Regions from separate parts of the Mus musculus genome. Here regions 2, 3 and 4 are each linked to region 1. The links are chromatin contacts, called in public HiChIP or PLAC-seq and promoter capture Hi-C maps. All regions are on one chromosome and are shown on one strand. Each heading gives the region's core, a stretch centred on a gene start, on an enhancer-like site or on the middle of the called end of the contact. The rest is flanking DNA. Distances are from core to core; before and after follow the strand shown. Region 1 holds the start of Nisch (nischarin). Region 2 overlaps Ankrd28 (ankyrin repeat domain 28). Region 3 holds the start of Rft1 (RFT1 homolog). Region 4 holds the start of Tkt (transketolase).

What was found. Promoter capture Hi-C pulls out the DNA fragments that hold promoters and counts their contacts. HiChIP or PLAC-seq counts read pairs in DNA pulled down with a chosen protein or histone mark.
Region 2: a contact with region 1 is called in an H3K4me3 HiChIP or PLAC-seq map of bone marrow-derived macrophages, with 3 times the contacts expected there. The contact joins the enhancer-like site here to the promoter of Nisch in region 1. A contact is called at or near these places in 4 of 39 promoter capture datasets (the 3T3-L1 cell line, HPC-7-derived erythroid cells, neutrophils and 1 more), 2 of 115 datasets of contacts at active chromatin or transcription factors (bone marrow-derived macrophages and memory CD8 T cells) and 1 of 9 other capture datasets (adipose tissue).
Region 3: a contact with region 1 is called in a promoter capture Hi-C map of erythroid cells, with 4 times the contacts expected there. The contact joins the promoter of Rft1 here to the promoter of Nisch in region 1. A contact is called at or near these places in 2 of 39 promoter capture datasets (erythroid cells and liver).
Region 4: a contact with region 1 is called in a promoter capture Hi-C map of erythroid cells, with 5 times the contacts expected there. The contact joins the promoter of Tkt here to the promoter of Nisch in region 1. A contact is called at or near these places in 2 of 39 promoter capture datasets (erythroid cells and liver).

What each region holds. Positions count from the first base shown.
Region 1 is chr14:31,205,228-31,208,499 of GRCm38.p6, reverse strand. Nisch (nischarin) reads left to right here and starts at 1,674. Exons shown (of 21, transcript NM_022656.2): 1 at 1,674-1,933. The coding sequence starts at 1,838. Tnnc1 (troponin C, cardiac/slow skeletal) reads right to left here and starts at 188. Exons shown (of 6, transcript NM_009393.3): 1 at 122-188. The coding sequence starts at 145.
Region 2 is chr14:31,784,451-31,787,359 of GRCm38.p6, reverse strand. The region is part of intron 1 of Ankrd28 (ankyrin repeat domain 28); the gene reads left to right. Among named protein-coding and RNA genes, the nearest start is that of Ankrd28, 45 kb to the left of the region's middle. Within about 2 kb of position 1,494, at least 45 of the 459 cell types and tissues checked have an H3K27ac peak or open chromatin away from gene starts, as enhancers often do. A contact at or near this core is called in bone marrow-derived macrophages and pre-B cells, where this site is marked.
Region 3 is chr14:30,652,788-30,655,718 of GRCm38.p6, reverse strand. It overlaps Rft1 (RFT1 homolog), which reads right to left and starts at 1,344. Exons shown (of 13, transcript NM_177815.3): 1 at 1,244-1,344. The coding sequence starts at 1,306.
Region 4 is chr14:30,547,729-30,550,524 of GRCm38.p6, reverse strand. It overlaps Tkt (transketolase), which reads right to left and starts at 1,394. Exons shown (of 14, transcript NM_009388.6): 1 at 1,145-1,394. The coding sequence starts at 1,251.

The DNA of each region.
Region 1 (3,272 bases), core at 425-2,924:
GGTGTGTGGGGACCCTTTTGAGTCCCCCATCACTTCCCTAGTGTACCCCTGTCCTCCATCCTTAGCTAAGGGAACCCCAATGGACCTACCCACCCTAACCCCTTAAAGATTCATCTCTCACCGCAGCTTTGTAGATGTCATCCATTCTGGCGACAGCTCACAGGACAGGCTACTGGGGTTGCCAGCCAGCCAGCCCTCTGCTTGGGCTTATATAGCCCTGCCTCCCTCCACCTCCTGCTACATTCCCAGCCCAGCCCACCACTGCCTGGAATATCCTCCACCCCCTCCCTGGTCCCTGTAATCTCAGGCTGGCCAAAGTCCCTGTATCATCTGCCTAGGGCCAGGAGCTATGAAGGACTGCAAGGACCAGGTCTCTTGCCATCTGTTCCCCAGACCCCACCCCACCCCCAGGGAAGTCTCAAGAAAAAAAAAAGAATGTATTGCTTTTATTTATGAGTGCATGTGGAAGTCAAAGGACAACTTGCAGGAGTCATCTATCTCTCTCTGCTACCTAGGTTCCCAGGAACCCAGGACTGAACTCAAGTTTTCAGGTTTGGGAGCAAGCACCTAAATGCAATACACACACACACACACACACACACACACACACACATCCTCAACAACCTCAGGAAAAAGTTTCCTGAATGAATGAAAATATGAGCACACAGGAAATGTGAAGTAAACAGTTCGGTCTTCTATGGAATCACAGTGACTTGCCTGAGGTCAAGCTGACCGGAGAATCCCTACCTTATATTACACCCCCTGAGAGATGGTAGCATGCCAACAGAGGCTGGCAGTGTAAGTCCTGCCAAGAAACACTTCCTATGCAAGGTTCAGAGTATAATATGACACTGGTAATGGAAGAAGTCACTGGCCCACAAAGAATAGGCTGGCCTGAAGCCCTTCAGCGGGATCTACCACGCCGCAACCTTCCATCTTTCAAGGACAACAATCAGTGTTCACTTCGGGTTTGAGTCAGCTGCATTCTGTGAGTCAACAAGTGTCCCTAAAGAACCCTATGTCTATCAGGATTCTCTCTTTTCCTCCTCCGGTTGGGTCATCTCTTCTCCAGCTAAGTCTTCCCTATGGTTGTTCCCTATGGATGTTTCTTCAGCCACGCTCTTGTGTCCAAGGCCTAGTCTGTCTCCTCCTCACCTTGAGCTCTTGCAGGATGTCATCTGGGAAACCAGATGGACAGCGCATATCTCTTCCATCCACCTGCACGTCTGCTGCATATAAGCTCTCCCTGAACACACCAGTGTGCCGCCTAGCACACTGCCAGGGGAAAGCCCGTGGGGTACTGAGCACTGCAGAATCACCACAATCAATTCTCCACCAGTACTTTTAACAACAAACCCCCCAAGTGTCGGAGAGTCCCTCTGGTCCTTGTTCCATCTCTAAGTCTAGTCTTATTCATTTTGCTCTTGCTACACAGGGAATGAACCCAACAGCCAGGCGAGACCCTATTAATGTCCCCTCTGGAAACTGAGGCCAAGCGAAGCAGAGTGACTTCGGAGAGTTCCGAAGGCCCATGGCCTCTGCCCTTCCCTGCTGTGAGCCCAGCGGACAATGACCACAACTGCCCGAGGGGACAGAACGCCGCACAGGTATACAGAAAGCAAATTGGGCAAGCCCGCAGGAGCTGCGCATGCGTGCCACTGGTTGTGCTGTCAATTACGGGCAAGGGGCGGGGCGAGGACGCAAGCAGGCCGAGGGGCCAAGATGGCGTCGCGGGCGCGGGCGGGGGGCAGCGGGGGCTGGGGGGCGGTGGGACGCTGACCCCGCCCCCTGCTGCTGCCACTCTGCGCCGGGCGTCGGCAGCGGTGGAGCCGGCAACATGGCGGCTGCGACACTCAGCTTCGGCCCTGAGCGGGAGGCCGAGCCTGCCAAGGAGGCGCGCGTCGTGGGTTCTGAGCTCGTGGACACGTACACGGTGTGCTGGGGGGCCGCGAGCGTCCAGAGCGGGCTTAGCGCCTGGAACCCGGAGTTCTCGACCCAGGGGCTTTGAGAAGTGGGGGGTGGGGGGGGCCTGGGTAGCACATTCGATGAGTGCGTGGAAGGTTCTGCGAGGTAGCGACGAGGGAGCCCGAAAAAAATGGGGGATTCGGAGGAAGGGCCGGGTCGCATAGGTTCTGGAGGAGGATCTAGGCGGGGCGCGGGAAGGGGGGCTGGGGAAAGGGTGCGCGACCAGAAAAGGAGACTTGTGTTGGAGCAATCAGAGGGTGGGGGAGGAGGGGATGGTGAGATGGAGGCCCTCTGGATCCTCCAGGCAAGGAAGAATGCCAGCCTAAGAGACCTTCATGGGAAGTCTGGGAGGAAGGGGACGCGGAAGGGGTGGTCTCTGGTCGATGGGACCAAGGGCCAGGGCTAGAGATCATCAGGTGGTGAAGGAGAGACAGCAGATCCCGATCTCCACCCCCACCAACCAAACACTAGTCGCAGTCCAGATCAGCCCTGCGAAGTGTGTGTGTGTGCGTGCGTGCGTGCGTGTGTGTGTGTGTGGGGGGGGGTGGTGGATGGAAAAATGAGCCCTCGGGGTCTGGGGAGAAAGGAATGGATCCCAGCCGTGCAGAACACAGAAGTTACCTCGAGGCCGAAGTACAGGGCCTGCAAACCTTAGGGGACGTCACGGCTTAGGGGAGAGGGACACGAGCTTCTAATGTATCCTTGTAGGCTACAAGGGAAAGCCAACAAAAAAGGAGGGTAGTTTCTGTGATGGCGTTAGACGCCCTTTGGGCCTGCATAGGGTTGGATGCTAGGCCCGAGAGCCTCGTGGGCAGCCTGCCAGGTGAAAACTTGCACTGTGGTGGGGGCCCACTGAGCACCTCCCGTCTCCTTGTCCTTTGTTCCCTGGAGGGTGGACAGAGGTAAGGGCCTCGGGCCTGCCTTTGCCCCACCCCACTGGCTCCCACCCTAATACCGGATCCTGAGGGCGATTCCTCTATCTAGTTCTTTCTCCCCGCTGCAAGGAAGAGAAGCCGCTAGCGGCTCCTTTTAGAGCAACAGGCTGGCTCTGGAGAAATGGCTGCTCCTGGGGTCAGGAATCAGCCTCGTTCACTGTTCCCACTAACCTCTCCGTGCTCCAGGCCGAGGAAGGGAAGCTAGGACCGTGGGGCTTGATCTAGTTAAGGAATGAGGTCACTCACCTAGGACTAGCTGCAGTCAGTAGAGGCTCTTTGTCCTTCCCCTTAGTGTCAGGAGCAAGGTGATGATCCAAACTGACCATCCTCATTTGTCACTGGGTGTGATGCACGGAATGTGACTAACATATC
Region 2 (2,909 bases), core at 245-2,744, 580 kb before region 1:
ACTTTTGTTACTAGCTTTTGTTGTTGTTGTGTTTTGTTCTGCTGTCTTGCTGTGTAGCCCAGGCTGGCCTTGTTCATTTTCTTCCTGCTTCTGCCTCTTGAGTGGGATAATAGACATGTACCATAATACCCAGCTGAGTTGAGGTTATTCTAAACAGGCTAAATTCTGCCTGCTAAAAACAACTAAACACTGAAGAGATGGCTCATTGAGTCAGAGACTTAGCACGCTTACAGCAGAGCTGGGTTAAGTGCCAATCATCCACATGACAGCTCACAGCTGCCCGTGACTCCATTTCCAGGGGACCCCATGTCCTTTTTCTGGCTTCCATGAGCAACAGGCACTCACATGGTATACACATACATGCAAGTCTCACACATAAACATTAAATTCTTTAAAAAGGCTAAAGAAGGATTATTTACAATTCATGCTGTTTTCTGTGATTTGAAAATACCTGGGTAAATGTAGTATCACGTTACTGTACTGCAAAAGTTGAGAAGAACAGTTTGCAATTCAAAAACAAGTTGCTATGGTTACCCGGTGTTTGCTTTTTAAAGCAATAATTACACAAAATACCCAAAGAATTTCCTTTAGTACAGAAAGGTCGTAGCTTATGTGTATGCTAGTTATTCCACACACAAATTGAAACTGTATATATCACTTCCGTCCTAAAGTATCATTTGGAAAATACTAAAGAAAATGATTCATGTCTTTTTGAGCTGTAACAGGGTGGAGACATACTGAACACTATTTTAAAATTCAAGTAATGACTCAGATAGTTTAGGACATTTTTCTTATTCTTTAGTTCCTTTTATCAAATAATGCTGTAGTTCTACATAACAAATTTATGGTTAAAAGAACGAAAGTATTTTTCTGGTGTGTTTGTGATGTGAAGTCTTTTTAATACATTTTTATGGCTTTAATAACCTTATAAAAAGCCATGCTTATAACTGTTAATTCCATTAATTATAGCTTGTTTCAAACTTCTTAAAAACAAAGAAGATATCTTATTAGAGTCTATGACAAGTTCATTCTTAGCCAACAATCATTCTGGAATTTTTATTGTTTTCTTGACATATTCCTAATATCCAGCATCACAGGCATACCTAAACGCTTTTAAGACAATATAAGGTTAATTGTTATATTTTAATGGCCCTTTTATTTATAATAGGATATTATTTGTTCTTTAATATTAGGGCTATTTTAAACTGAAAATACTTTATATTTAAAGTAGAAGCTGGATTAAATAGTAAAGGGTCTTATCACAGTAGCAGTAATTGAAATACTATGCTGTAAAAGGTTGAGTGCTTTAGTTACTGCTGTGACCATAGGAAGTGGCTCACTTTCTCCTTTCTGCTTTTCTCTCAGTCAGACTTAGTATGGACTCTAGGATAACTCCAGCCATAAGATACTCAGCACATTTCACAACATCATTATCAAATATGCTGTTGTCCAGTAGGAGGGGACATTTCCCTCTATCTCTCCCTTTTTAGGTTAAAAAAAGAGAGACTTTCCTAGAAACACTACAGATGACTTTCCTTTGCATGTGACAGAGCAAGCTGGCTCAGAGCATGTCATTTCCCAAATGAGTCACTTACTAGGTAGAATAGAATTACCATGATCACCTTACACTATTCAAGATTTCTCCAAGTCATGTGGAATATAGAAATGGCATCCAAACAAAACTAAAGGTAGTCTGTAAGAAGGAAGGGTCAGTGGTGGTTAGCTAAGTAGGCAACAAGTAGCAAGCCACATATTACATAGAAAAGTCAAGCCTTGTCATTTTCTTCCAGGGTTAATTTTCCCACCAATTTAAATGATTCACAACACACCGATAATGGAGGGTTCTAGAGTTTTGTTTTTGTTTTTTGTTTTTTTCTTTTTTTAAAGCAGGAGAAAACAGATTGAAACAAAGCATTGTATAAATGTCACAAGAAAAACGTCAAGTATATGAAAACAATATATTTACAAATAGGAAATAGGAAAATTACTCTTTAATTTTTTTGGTCACATGCAATGACAATTTCATTTTCAAATGTTTCCTGTTAACCTACCCTATGAAAACCATCCTCCTTTCTGCACCCTCGTGATCATAATTCATCAGTTAATACCCCTTTCACCTGTTGAACGGGGCCCCTGAGCTCATTCTGTAGCTTGGCTGCTGCTATCACTGGACTGTGATAGTGATAGATATGTAGTGTCTCTGTTATATGCTGACTTTGACTTCTTTGGGTATATACTGCTGAGTGATGTAGACGGGTCATACAGTTCTATTTTTAATTTCCTGAGGAACCTCTCTGTTGATTTCCATAGTGGCTGGATTAATTTACATTACCATACATACGCAGTATATAAGGGTGCCGTGTCCTAACATTCCTAGCATTTGTTGTGTTTGTAGGTTATTGCTTTGGTTTTGGACAAGGTGTAGCTCTACTCCAGGCTGATTCCCTCCTCTATCCCCTGGATCCACTTGGTTTCTGTTTCTCATTAGAAAAGAAAAGTCTTCTAAGAGATAACAACTAAACATGACAAAATAAAATAAAACATGATGAAGCAAAAACCAACCATATCAGAGTTGGACACAGCAACCCATCAGGAAGAAGAGCCCCAAGGGTGGGCACGAGAGTCAGAGTTCTCATAAGCAGGAGTCCCATGAAAATACTAAGCCAATAGCTACAATTTACGCACAGAGGACCTGGTGCAGACCCTTGCAGGCCCTGTGCTTGCTGCTTCAGTTCAGTCTCTGTGAGCTCGTATGTGCCTGGTTGGTTCAGGGCGCCTTGTTCTCCTGGTGTCCTCCATCCCCTCTGACTTTTATAATCTTTCTGCTTCCTCTTCCGAAGAATTCTCTGAGCTCTGAGTTTCAGAAGGATTTGGTACAGACCTTCCATTTAGACTCCGCGTAATGTCTG
Region 3 (2,931 bases), core at 95-2,594, 550 kb after region 1:
ATGAGGAAGCTGCCGGGATGGAGGTATGTGCTTGTTACCCCAGCACTTTGTAAACTGCAGCAAGTACATCAAGAATTCAAGGCCAGCTTGGACTACATAGCAGTATCTTTTCATAAATAAATAAATAAAGCCAGGACTGGTGTCTCATGCCTATAAGCAGAGGCAGGGCATATCTGAGGTCAAAGCCAGCCTGGTCTACACAGTGAGTTACAGGACAGCCAGGGAGGCATAGAGAGATCTTGTCTTTAAAAAAAAAAAAAAAAGAAGAAGAAGACAAAGACGAAGAAGGAAAGAAGGAAGGAAGAAAAGAATAAACCGATGCTCAGAAAAAAAGCCAATTGATTTGAACTTTTTTTTGAGACAAGGTCTAAGTATGTAACCCTATCTAGACTGGAGCTCAGATTGGAACTCACAGAGAACTCAACCTCTTGAGTGTTGGGATGAAAGACTTGAGCTACTACACCTAACCCAAGTAACTCTTATCTTAAAAGGGGCCACCTAACCTGAATCTAATTCAGCCTGCTTCTCTCTCCTAACCTCTTTGTGCCTCTCTAGGATAAAGGTGAAGGTGGACTCTGGACCATGTGGACGAACTAGCAAGTGTCATCTGCAAAAGAAAGAAAAAAAAATACAAAGCCAAAAAAGAGTCTGTCCAAGGACACACAGCAGATGCAGTTTATTAAGTGCACACTAGGATGCTGGTACTGCGCTAAGTGAGCTTATTCAAAAGATCCCAAACAATCCTTGCAAATTGCTTTCTGAATTAGATACTATTACACTCATTTTTGTCAACAAGGAGCTAAAAGCTCAGGGGCTGAAGTGACTTGTCCTAGGTCACTGGACAAGCATTGCCTGAACCCGATCCTTGTTCTTAGCTACGCCATATGGGCTCTCTAAACTCAAAGAGAATCAGAGTTGAAGAACAGTTTTGAGGATCAAGAGTGAAACACTCCAGAAATGAACCCCTTAAAATATCAGATTAAAGTAGCCTCTGTCTACTGTTTGTTGATAGTTGTTTAAACTGTCTCCTATCATCACACGGAAACACAAGGCTCAGAAAGAAAATGGCTTGTTTGTAGTCACCAGCCAAGACTGGGACCGCAGTCTCCCAACTCCTAGACCCGGCGCCCCTCCCCGCCTCCGTGGTCCCCCGTGGAACCCTGTGCAGTGCGGGGGACCCAGAGCAGCTTCCCCGGGAGGCTTGGCCGCGGCACCACGCGCTGGAGCGGGCGCAGCAGAGTACCTGCAGCAGGAGACCCGAGGAGGCCAACCGGGCCGCCTGGCCTAGCACCTCCTGGCTGCCCATAGCCCCAGAGCCACAGCTCCGAGGAGGAAACGGGGCCCGCGCCCGCTTCGTCGCGGAAAAATGGCGTCACGGACAGGCTCGCTCCTGATTGGGTCTTTGACAGCAGGGGCGGAGCACAAGAAGCTGCGACTCCAAACAACTTTTGAGGCTGTGTCTCTTGATTTTCTTGGGGTGTCTTGATTTTTGTTGTTGTTGTTTTGAGAGTGTGTTCAGCGCCGATCCCTGTAGACCATGTTGGCCTAGAACTCGCAGTCTCTGGAACACTGGGATAACTGGGGCGCACCCCTAGCCCCAACTGATATCTTTTGGCTTGATTTTTTTTTTTTTTTTTTTAAGACAGGGTCTCATTATGTAGCCTTGGCTATCATAGAACTCGATATGCAAAGCAGACTTGCCTTGAACTCAGTGATCTGCGGGCTTCGGCTTCTGACTCCCAAGTGCCGCAACTCCAGCTGTTATTTTGAAATAAGGTCTTTCTATGTAGCCAGGGCTGGCCTGGAATTCACTTAGAGAGACTAGGATAGCCTTGAACTCCCGATCCTCTTGTCTCCAGCTCCCAAGTGATGAGAATTAAATATTTATTTGTTTTTGCATAGTGTAGTTGTGTGTGTATCAGTGAACTCTCAGGCATCAGTTCTCTCTTTCCACCTTTACATGGGTTCTGCAGTCAAACTCAGATTGGCAGGCTTACATGGTAAGCTCTTAACCTGCTGGGCTAATTTGCAGGCCTGCTAATTATCTTCCCTGTACTCCTGTTCCCTGTTCCCCAGCAGAAGGCCCTGTTTCAAAGCAAAGGAAAACAGAACAAAACAAGCCAGCAGTGGCTGCTGCGGGACAAAGTGCTCAGCAGAGACTAATCAGTGAGATTCTTGCCATTGGCGATCACACGAATGTAGTTACATAACCCTTCCACCAACTGGGCTGGACAGGACTTCTCCCAATTTTGCAAAGGAAGAACTGAGGACTGAAGGTCAGACACAGAATTTTCATGTATGTAGTTCTCTGTAGAAACCTTCCCAAGGCTCTGATACTTGGCCTGGTTGTCGAGAGGAGAAAAGTAAGCCTTGGAGGTGTGAGGTGCCTTGTTCAAATCTGCACATCATGGGCCTGGGCAGAACAGATCGGGGTCAAGGGTCAGACTGGAAGTACTTTATACTTTTTTTTTTAAAGTGGCCAACATACGCAATCACCATTTTCAAAGCTCTTTGGCCTTCCTTGCTGTCTGGTAACTGCCTGTCATCTTACACATCACTACCATCTTTATCAGTACATTTTAGATGCTCATATTTGGATCCCTTCATCCCAGCACTCAGGAGACAGGTGTATCTCTGAGTTTGAGGCTAGCCTGGTCTATATAGCATACATCAAGAACAGCCAGAAAGACATAGTGGAATTCTGTCTCAAAACAAACAAACAAAAAACCCAGCCCCCTTAGTGGTCCTCAAAGAGACCCTGTTGGGTGTTTCTTTGTTTTTGTCATGGTCTCTGCCCAAATATCTTCCTTGACAGTACTCTTCACTTTTTCAGGGCCCCCATACTGACCCCTAACTACCCCACAGTCTGTACTTTCTATGGACTAAATGTATCTTCTCAGAATTCATATAGTGACAGTCCTGAATGTGATA
Region 4 (2,796 bases), core at 145-2,644, 660 kb after region 1:
TAGGTAGAGAGGACAGTGTCTCTGCCAGACACTGAGGAAATCCAGAGAAAAGGAAGTCAGGTCTCTTAATTGGGCAGGGAGCACCCTCTATCATAGGCAGCAATCTAAAGCCAAGACAGATAACAGGTCCAAAGTATGCATGGGAAGTTGGGTGGCAAAGGGTTCCCAGTTCAAACCTTCTGAGGACATCCCGTCTTAAAAGCACAAGGGCTAAGTAAGGAGGAACCCACGGTAAAAGGCAAGAGAAATGCACTCCTTTAATAATATGTTCTGTATGGAACTGGCCAAAATCCAGAATCCTGGTCTTTGTTCTAAGCTCACAGTTTGTCTGGGTTCCTAAAATCTCCCTCCCCAGAACCCCAAACCATTCCAAGAAGCCCAGATCTCTCTGTCTCAAGGTCTCATACCAGGCCCAATGGAGACCTTAGAATTTCTTGAAACCACCCAGTGTGCAAACACCGTTAGCCCAGAACTTCCTATTTCGCGTGGGCCTCGCCCCTTCTTTCTACAAGCTCCCTTCTCCCCAGACTCGCACTCCAACCTCCTTGCTCGGGTCTAAGCCTCTCTTGGTGTTGCATCGTCACCTCCCTGCCCCCACCCTGGAGTCTTCAGCAGCACCGGGACCCCAGCCCACACATAGCAGGAGAGGCAAGAAGTGTCGAGGAGGGGAGCGTGGTTAGAGATGCAGAGAAGGGTGGGCCCCCAGTCTACTGCAAAATGGTGGGCTCTACACACATTCTCTGCCTACATTGCAAGGGCTGAAATTCCAGCTCTCACTGTGACTTTGGACAACTGATATAAAGCCGGAATCTCAGTTTCCCCATCTGCAAACCAGTGGAACCAACATGCTGGTGGAGAGCTGGAGCCCACACGTGCTCAGGTTTCTCCCGCCAGCAGTCATGGTGGCCTCCGGGTTGCAGCCGCAGAGCGAGGAGGCGCGCCCGGGCGCAGCGAGAACCGGGAAGCCCGGGCCGGCTGGAGGTGCTCGCGAGACCTGAGGCCCACGCGGTCGAACCCGGCCGCTCCGGAGCAGCGGAAGGCTCCGCCATCTGACCGCGCCCTCGTGGCGACATCGTGCTACGCGACACGGAGCCAGGGAGGCCGCGGGACCCGGCTCCCAGCCCCGCCAGAAGCGCGCGCTCACCCTGAGCCTGCCGCGGTGGTGGCCTGGATGGAGCTGATGCGCAGGCGATTGGCTGTGTCCTTCAGGGCCTGGAGCTTCTGCTGATCTGGCTTATGGTAACCTTCCATGGCGTGGTAGGACGAGGACGAGGACGAGGACGAGAACGCTGAGGACAGAGACACAGAGCCAGCAGCGGCTCAGGAAGCGACCAGCAGTGACCGAGGACGGGTGCTGCGGGCGGGCGCGTTAAGACTCCTTAGGACCCGCCCATGGGGGGCGGGGCGGAGGTGGGGCGGGGCGCCGAATCACCCCAGGCCGACGAGTGGCCTCTGGCCACGCCCCGCATTTAGTGGACTCTCGGAAGTCGCCAGGCCTGGGGGCTCTCTCCCAGCACAGTGCCCTGTTGGAATTAATCACACACAAACAGTAGCAACAAAGTAACTTCGCCACTATTCCTGGTTCTAAGCATGGCTCAGAGTTCCGCGGCTGACTTGGGTAGGACTGAGAAGAGAGATACTAATCAGTAATTGCACTTTTCTAAGGAAAAGGTTGAGGCTTGGCAAGGTTAGATTGAGATTACAGGGTTGGTGGGTAGCGCTGCAGCAGATTATCCTCAGTCCAAAAAGATCCCAGACATGAGAATAAATATACACTGCCAGAAACGGTAATACTGAGAAGTTACTAGGAGTATGCTGGTCTCAGACTACTAGAGCCAACGGACAAGAGTGGATTCAGAGAGATTACTGGGTTTGCCTCTGTAGAGACAGTTAGCACCTACTGCTCTTACCAGATCTGGTGGAGCTGAGAGGACTGAGCAGCTGTAACAGAAAGCGTTGCCTTCACAGTCTCGTTGGATCTGTCTCATTGGATCCATGACACACACTCGGGTCAATACCGTTTCCAGAGGCGGAGGTTGTTGCAATTTACAGAGAGGATATAAAGGCAAGCCTGTGAGTGGGTGCTGGGCAGAGGCAGAGGAAGGCACCAGTACAGCTTTGGTCCAGGTCCTCTCTGTGTCCTCCACAGAGCTCAAACTCAGAGTCATGAGACAATGGGCCCTGTGCAAGTGAGCACCCCTCCCCCAAGCGCTCCCTGCCTGGCCTGTTTCCCAGGTGTCCCAGTGAGACTGCCAGTGTGGTTTGTTACAGCCCCTGGCTTCTGCTGGCTCTGCCCAAAGAGGCTGGCCCTCCTAGTGCCTGACTGCCAAGGGCTGGACCTGGGACTGGAGTGTTGTGGTCTCGGAGTGTTCCACTATCAGATCCTTGGCAAGGCAAGTGCCACCTCTGTCCTCTGCTCACCAACAGGTCAAGGAGGCAAACAAACCTCAGAAGCCTTTGGGCCTTCCAACCCCATGGACCTGAGGGCAGTGATTATTAGTCCAGTTCTTCATTTCTCCACCTGTCCAATGACACTGATGTTAACTTCCTCTTCCTCCTCCTCCTCCTCCCCCTCCTTCCCTTCTTCTTCTTCTCCTCCTCCTCCTCCTTCCTCTTCCTTGTTCTCTTCTTCTCCCTCCTCCTCCCCCCTCCTCCTCCCCTTCTTCTTCTTCTCCTCCTCCTCCTTCCTCTTCCTTGTTCTCTTCTTCTCCCTTCTCCTCCCCCCTCCTCCTCCACCTCTTCTTCACAGTGGAAAATTATAATCTATTTGGGAATGGAAACATAAGCTAGAGAGGT